2 separate regions of the Hordeum vulgare genome follow, and region 2 is linked to region 1. A link is a contact called in public Hi-C data. All regions are on one chromosome and are shown on one strand. The core of a region is the stretch at or near the end of the contact, and the rest is flanking DNA. Distances in the headings are between cores, read along the strand shown. Region 1 holds the start of LOC123404396 (protein CHLOROPLAST IMPORT APPARATUS 2). Region 2 holds the start of LOC123401619 (mitogen-activated protein kinase 3).

The links. Hi-C and Micro-C count contacts between places; a contact is called where the count stands out from the background.
Region 2: a Hi-C map of leaf shows a contact between it and region 1, with 2.9 times the contacts expected there. The contact joins the promoter of LOC123401619 here to the promoter of LOC123404396 in region 1. A contact is called at or near these places in 2 of 6 Hi-C or Micro-C datasets (leaf and seedling) and 1 of 1 datasets of contacts at active chromatin or transcription factors (embryo).

What each region holds. Positions count from the first base shown.
Region 1 is chr6H:62,839,795-62,843,880 of MorexV3_pseudomolecules_assembly, forward strand. LOC123404396 (protein CHLOROPLAST IMPORT APPARATUS 2) reads left to right here and starts at 1,882. Exons shown (of 3, transcript XM_045098316.1): 1 at 1,882-3,820. The coding sequence starts at 2,567.
Region 2 is chr6H:63,102,610-63,106,695 of MorexV3_pseudomolecules_assembly, forward strand. LOC123401619 (mitogen-activated protein kinase 3) reads right to left here and starts at 2,131. Exons shown (of 3, transcript XM_045095455.1): 1 at 2,108-2,131; 2 at 498-926. The coding sequence starts at 920.

The DNA of each region.
Region 1 (4,086 bases), core at 632-3,131:
CCAGCCTCGATTCAAAGATAAATGTCCGTTTGTAACGCATGATTTTCACAAAGTGCACCACCACTGAACTCCAAAACAGTGAATCACATGGCAGATGTTACATGGTTGAAAGTTCGTGACAAAGCTTAAATCCTGCTTCGTCCGAACCGTTTGCCGTACCAGGCATGCACTCATGGATCGAAACCATCCAAGTCGTGCAACTCAGATCCCAAATAATCCGTACGCACAGACAAAAAAAAAGTAAAAAAGCTCTGTGTGTGTGCCCGTGTAATATCAAACCTCTCTCTCTCTTTTCTAACAAAAAAAAAATCTATGTGTCTCTGTGTTGGGCCAACCATGGTGAGCCATGCATGCATGCAAGGGTCCAAGATCCGGCGGGGCCCGCGGCGTTCCATGGCTTCACGTGAAAAGGTTGGTTGCCGCCGATAAAAGGGCCGCCGCCACGTAGGCCTGGGGAAATCCGGCGGGGCCAATGGGAGGGCGCCGCGTCAGCGGATAAGCAGGGATTATAGGGGTTTCTTCCCTGCTCGCCGTTGGGAGGTCCGTCCACTTGCCGGGTAGATTCGGATCAGTAGATGGCGGGCAATCAGATGATGATAGCGTGTACCAGCGCGGCACGGATTTACCGATATGCCCTCGCCCTCCTGTCCATTATTTCTGGTGGTTGCAACCTCCGGGCATGGCAAAAGCTCAACGGAACGTGTATCGTTGTGATCGTAGGTTGATTGTTGGTGATTGGGTTTGAAAAGTTTATACGGGTATATCATACAAGCTTTCGCAATTTCAATCCAAGTTTGAGTGTCGACGCGGCGTTTTGGCGCTATGATTTCGTAGAAGCTTTCACAATTTCAATCCAAGTTTGAGAAAATTGCTCCCTCAATTTTCATCCAGAGCAGAGTATTTTTTCTTTCTTTCTTTGAGGGTGGGAGCAGAGTAATTCATATGCAGTGACAATCGATAGTAGTAACATTTACCAGCCATTGGTTGAATCCCATCTTTTGTCTTGTAAGCAAAGGAGAAATGAAGGGAGATAAACTACTACGTACATAGTAAATGCAACCACACTTGTTCAACAAAAGACACTGAATGGTACGAGGAGGAGAACAAAAATAATATGCTGGCTGTTACCAAATTAAAATTAGTATAAGTAGAACATCGGACGCAAAGAGGACAATCCGGACAAAAGTGGAAGTACTTGACATTTCACCTAAAAAAACACATATGGGAACGAATGCTTCAAACATTTTGCTTTCTATCCAGCACAAGAGGCATGCGGACAAGGTGTGTTAGTCCAAAAAGGCAATCGTTAAGTAATGCTTAGCCGCACGCATGTTCCATTGGCCAGTGCCGTCTCTAGAGGAAAAGAAATACTCTATTCGATTTAGCACATGTTTTTTTTTTCTTAATATTCCCCTTCTGTTGATGTTCCAATAATAAAAATGTATGAGTGGGCTTCATGCCAAAAGCCATGAAAATATACTGATTATACTACTCAAGATCTTGTAATTACATGCTTTCTGTTCCCCCCAAATGATTTTTTTGTTGTTCAAGTCTTCACCAGCAGGCCAAAAGTAAATGTAACAATTGACCGGCTTTCTTGTGACTTTAGGAGCCATGGCAAGCACAGGGCAAATTGGTCTCACGCTCTCCACTTATCCACTGCAAATCTCAGATGACACAACAAGATTCCAACACATGTACATGTACGTACCACCTAGAGAGAGAGTGGGGAGAAGCAAAGGAGAGAGGGAGAGGGAGGGGCCAGCCTGCGGTGGGTCCCACGGGCCAGAGGGAGGGAGAGCGACCTCATGAGAGTGAGCCTTGTCTCTTCCCCCAGCTCTAGGCTCTCTAAAACCCCACCCCCCTCCTCCCTCCCCTTGAACCCTTTCTTCCTCCTCCCCCACCGCCTCCAATCCCCCGCAATTCCCTCCCTCTCTCTCTCTAGCCTTCCCGTAGGATTAGCTAGCATTGCTCCTCTCTCCCCTCCGTCCATCTCCAATCCCAAAGACACAGCTGCTAGCTCGCAGAATTCATACCCTGGCTCTGTTCCTGCTCTGTTCTTGCTGGCTCTGCTCCTGGCTTGACCTCTTCTCCTTGCCACGGACAGAGGAGTACGTCGCAGAGTCCTTCCGCCCGTCCCCTATTTTGTTCTTGGTGCCTCTTTTCATATATACAGAGCTCGAGTCGAGTCCTTCCCAGGTGGGGGCAGGGGCGGCCATTGGTTTCCCTTTCCTCTTTGGAGTCTGCCCATGTCCCAAGGTCTCTGCTGCGACTCTGCTTAGCTCCCTCCGAAAAGATAGGAAGAAAAAATTGCCGTTTCCTCGCTACCTTTTGCTCCGTCTTCCTCTCCGTCTCGCAGCTTTCATCGGCCGGGAAGGAAGGGAATTCCTCGGTTCCCGCGCTGTCTTTCGGGGTTTAGGGGTTTAGGAATTCTTCACTCGCTTCTTGTGGAGCTGTGGTGGTGGTGGCGGTGGTGGAATTGATTGATCGGCCGGCGAAGAAGAGCTGGAATAAATTCTTGGTTTGAGCGGCGGCGGTGGTGGTGGTGGTTGAGGGGGCATTGGCGATGACGTCGTCTTGCATACCGACGGGGCTGCGGCTGGACCTGGACATGGTGAAGGCGGCGGCGTCCCCCGGGGCGCACTCGTCGCCGCTGCGGCCGGCGCACTCCTCGCCGTCCTCCACGCTCTCGGAGGCCTCCAACGCGTCCTCCTCGGCCACCTCCGTCTCGCTCAAGCGCGCGCGGGCGCCGCGGAAGCGGCCCAACCAGGCCTACAACGAGGCCGCCGCGCTGCTCGCCTCCATCCACCCCTCCGTCTTCCCCGTCAAGAAGAGCCCCAAGACGGCCACGGCGCCGCGGCCACCGCCGCTCTCGGGCCTCGCCGTGGCCTTCGGCGCCGCCGCGTCCTCCTCCGACCTCCTCCCGCCGCTCCCCGTCCTGTCCGACGCCGCATTCCTCCTCCGCGACCACGCGGCCTCGCCCTCGCCGCGGCCGCCGCAGAGCCCGTCCATCGACGCCTGCAAGAACTGCTCGTCACCGACGCCCGTCAGCAGCGCGTTCCGGGAGTTCCGCGACCCGGCGCCGTCGCCGGCCAGCCCCGACACCGCCACCGACGAGCCCGGCGAGCTCGACTTCGACGACGACGGCTTCGACGCCGAGTCCATCCTCGACGTCGACGAGGCCGCGGCCGGCGGCGCTGCCGAGGGCATCGACGGCATCATGGGGAGCCTCACCATGGAGGCCAACACGGCCACCGCCACGTCCGACGACTCCATCCTGTCCAGCTCCGGCATACACCCCTACCTCAGGAGCCTCATGGTGGTCGGTCTCGCTGGCCGGTTCGAGCTCGGCCTCGGCTCCCGGCAAAGCACCCGCCCCAACCTCAACCGTGCCCTCAAGCGGCGGGACGACGACGGGGCCTGGTGGATGTGGCCTGCTGTGCCGGTGAAGGACATCACGGTCACACCACCGACGCCACCGCAAGAACCGGCAGCGGCAGTGTCGAACACCGCAATGCCGCCGCCGGCGTCGGCAGCACCAGAGAAGAAGAAGAGCAAGAAGAAGAAGAAGGTGAAGATGGAGAAGGTGCTGGCCAAGGAGGAGGAGCTGGCCAATGCGAAATGCGAGGAGGGGGCCGATGGAACAGTGGATGCGGCGGACGGCAACGGGGACGATGACGGCGCGCCGACAAAGGCACCGAAGACCGGTTTGGGGCTGAAGCTGGACACCGACGACGTGCTCAAGGAGTGGTCCGGCAAGGGGTCTATGTTCGCCGAGGGCAGCGGGCCCGATTCGTCGGAGTCTGCCGCCGAAGTGCGGGTGAGTACCCTTGCTTCCCTGAATTTTTTCCTCTTGCGTGCAGCAGGACAGTGCAACATAATTTTTCTTTTCGAATTTTTATCCAAGTCAGAACAAGTCTCACTTAAAAAACACGAAATTTGGCATGCCCTGTAGATGATGTGTACCTCTTCTATGGCACTAGTTCAGATAAATCACGGAGACATGTGTTCAAATTGATATGTGATGCTCTGAAGTCTGAATACGTTCTCTGATAGAAGACTCTAGTTCAGTACCACTGCCATAAT
Region 2 (4,086 bases), core at 881-3,380, 260 kb after region 1:
AATCACACGGGATGACAAAGATATATGCCAAGTTGCACTACTCTTTTCGATTGTCCTAGGTTTCACAGTTTTCATTCAAACGAGCACAAACTACAAGAATAATGTGTAAAAACATGAAAAGAACTTCATGGTCGAATTGATTTTGAGGTTAGGGCTCAAGGGATATATGGACTGGATCAGCCATTTGATGGTTTAGAAATGACATCAAACTCCAATTGGTCGTCTGTAAACACTGATGATTAACGCTGAAGTGTTTACAGAAGAGTTTGTGTATTTCAAGTTTGAATCGACAAAGACACCTGACAGTGCGTATTGGCCACCAATTAATCTGGTGCAGACTAAGGAAGGTGCTCTACACTAGCACCTGCAGATATAAATGTATTATCACAACTGGTGAGGGCAGTGAAAGTAATAACAGGTATGAGAAGACGCATTGTTACTAATATTAAATACTTAAATGTGAAAGACTGATGGAAAAGGTGTGATCCTAGCATTACCTGAAAAAGAAAATATTGGCAGTGGTCATTGGAAAGCCCCTGAGGTGATTTGATTATCTGATGCAGGTCGGTATCCATGAGCTCATAAACCAAGTACACATCCTTAAAGCTCCTCCTTTGTACAGGCATCATTATATCCTTCAAAGAAATAACATTCTCATGGCGGAGATGCCGGAGGAGTTTCAGCTCCCGCAAGGTCCTTAGTGCATCCACGCGGTTGTCGAATACATTATGTATCTTCTTTATAGCTACTTTCTCGTTTGTCTCACGGTTTATGGATGAGCAGACTATTCCATAAGCTCCCCGACCAATAGGCTTGATAGGCACATACTTGGTGTCAATCTCAAACAAGGTTTGCCACATGGAGTAGTAATGCTTCCCTTGGTTTCCCATGCCATTCGGAGGATCCACCAGCATTGCCATTTTCAACTAACAAAACAAAACATATAACTTAGTATACCATAAATAACAGTACTGGAAGAAAATTTAGTTTCTTTTAGCTTACACAATCACCAAATTTCAAATGTGAAAAATAAGACAGACTCATTACAAAATACAAGTGTAACAATGTCCCCATCTTTGAACACTTTCCTACCCTCCAGACCTTAGACCTGGGATCGACGTAGGCCGATGTATACTTATTGATAGTACGTTGGCCAAGTATTGAACCTAAGACCCCTCAACTCTGATATTATATTGAATTGCATGCGCCTAACCATGGCACCCAAATGCTTAAGCTGACAAGGGGACGTGGACAATAAACAAATCTCCAGCTAAAAGAGGCTTTGGTAATAGTTTACATGACCTCAGATGCCAATAGAACACACACACTCTTGTTTTTCTGGTAAGTGTTTATGTGAAACTCCAAGTGGTAGAAGGATTCTGAACTGAACCTAAACTGTACCATGCACCAGGAGCTACAAGGCTCATAAATTCTGATCAGAATCGGCAACAATGAATGAACTATATATATATATATAAGCAGTACATGTTGGCATGGCATCTAAGTGCAGTTGTACTTATCTAAGCTTATAAATGGACACTGGCGCTGACCAATTCAGCACTTGAATTGATGAGCGCCAATGTCCCCATTTACATAAGCTTATAAGTGGTAACTTTGATCGGTAGCGCAGCCAATCCGCGCATCTAAGCACCATGCAATGCCACTCCTCGCTACCACCTCTCACCCGCATTCTCATCAGCCTCACTCGGTGCTAAACGCACAAGCCGAATCCGCAGCCTGCAAGAACCCATAAGCTCCCGGTGGGCAGATCGTCGCCCAGATGATTAACAGGGCAGCCTGCCATCCTAGCAGCGGATCGCGGAAATGTACCGAGACAATCATCGCGCACCCCGGCACGATGCATCGCCGGAGCACGACGGGGAATCGAATAATTCGGGCGGGACACTCGACTAGGCAGGCACGCACGCACGCGCCCGGCGGCACAATCGGAGCTCGCCAGCTGGGGCTGCTCGCTCGGATCAGGGGCGACCGATCTCCGCGGGACAGAGACCGGCGCGGGCCGTCCGGACAAGAGCCGGCCGATCTCGGGCGATGCAGAGCGAGCACGAGGATTGCGGGGGGAGGACGGGGAGGAAGGCTCGCTTACATGGGAGGGGGAGGGAGGGCAGCTGGGCCTGGGAGAGGATGGGGGAGGGGTGGGTGGGTAGGATCAGACGGGCCGCGGCGCCATGGGCGACCGAATTCGGAGGCGAATTGCAGCTGCGGGGGGGAGGGAGGAGGGTGCGGGTGGGGGTGGGGTGGGGTGGGGTGGGGGAGGGGGCGAGGAATATTCCTCCGCTCCGTCCCCGGCGAGGCGCGTGGAGGGGACGGCGGCCGTCGGTCCGGGGGATGGGCGCGGGCGGGCCGTCCGATGCGGCGCGGGGCGGCGCCACGTGCGCGCGGGTGGGGGTAGGGTGGGGGGATGGGGAGGACGCGCCTGCCGTGGGATGGAAGGGAGGGGAGGGGAGGGGATTGGTCCCGTTGTCCCCGTGCGCGCGTGGCCGTGGCGGCCGCGGTCGGTGGCGGCAGCCGGCACGCTTCGGTTCCATAGGCGAGGCGAGGGTTCGAACGATGAAATGTGTTCCACGAGCGGGTTGGGTTGGTGGGTGATGATGGGTCGCTTCGAGTACGTACGAGAGATTGTACGGGCACTGGCTTTGGTATGAACGCCATGGATTGAGTGAGGACTAGTACACCGGGATTGAGTGAGGACTAGTACACCGGGATTGAGTGAGGACTAGTACACCGGTAGTACGACTTGTGCACGATGCGTGCGTTTTTTGCTGCGGAAATTTATGGCGCGCCTTCATCTTTCCATGCTGACGGTTTTTTTCTACGGGGAAGGCACGTGTACAGTGGCGGAGACAGGAATGATTTTCAGGTGTGGCGGAGTTTGTGAACGAAAAACCCATATACAACTCAGTTATGGAAGAGCTCACTAGAATAGCAAATATATATTACTTGGAGTTCAACTAATACAACCAAAATCCAAAATTTAAGTATTGACACTCTAAATACTTCATTCGATGATGATTACATGGATGATCGGTTGTCAATATATCATATATATTAACTGGACGGGTTTGCCTATAAAACATCAAAACCATAGATAAATGATGAATTAGTAATTAGTACTCCATCCGTTCCAAAATATAAGACCTTTTAAAGATTCCACTAGAAGACTAAATACGGAGCAAAATGAGTGAGTCTATACTCTAAAATATGTCTATGTACATCCGTGTGTAGTTTATATGGTAATCTCTAAAAGGTCTTATATTTAGGAACGGAGGGAGTAGGATACAATGGTAGAAAACACATTATGCAAGTGTAGATAGTTAGAAAGAAGCCATCGGCTTTGACAAAATACTCTTTAAATCTGTAAAAAAAAGAAAAACTAATTGGTTAGTCTCTCAACAAAAATAGTAAAATAATTGAAGAAATGTTCAATGTGATTCTTGACTTCCTCTGTGAAAGAGTAGTAGTCAGCCGCCAAGAACCAAGCCCAACAGGAGGCGAACCACCGCCCAAAACCTAAAAATTATGCTGGGCTAATAGTAATATACGTACTTGCATGGCAGCTTAGGTATGGCGGTGGCCAAACCATGCCAGATTGTTAGATTCGCCCCTGCACGTGTACGCGTGTAAAAATGTTGCTGAAAGAAAATTTTCACCAAATGACATTGTACCATCGACTCATTGTCGATTCAAATGCACAAATGATGTATCACATGTATTGTTCACCCGATTAGCGATATGTTTCCACCGATGAGCTAGTCTTTCTCGACAAGGGCTTCCGTAAGACTCAAATAAGTATGACTAAGTATGTCCAGAGAAGGGTGAATAGACAATCAAGTCAAAAGTTTGGCTTTAAAAAAAATTAAGATCTTTAGCAATTTTAGATGTTTCAAACAATCCGTCAAACACCTTACACATTTAGGTCTATAAAAATATATATAAAGCGAAGAGTAAAGGCATGCAAGTGAAAGTAACACAAGCAGTGTTGCACATACGCAAACATGGGCTGGTTTTGGTTAGAAATTCTCAAAGGTGCGGGGTCACACGCCTGCGCAACCGTTCACTAACATC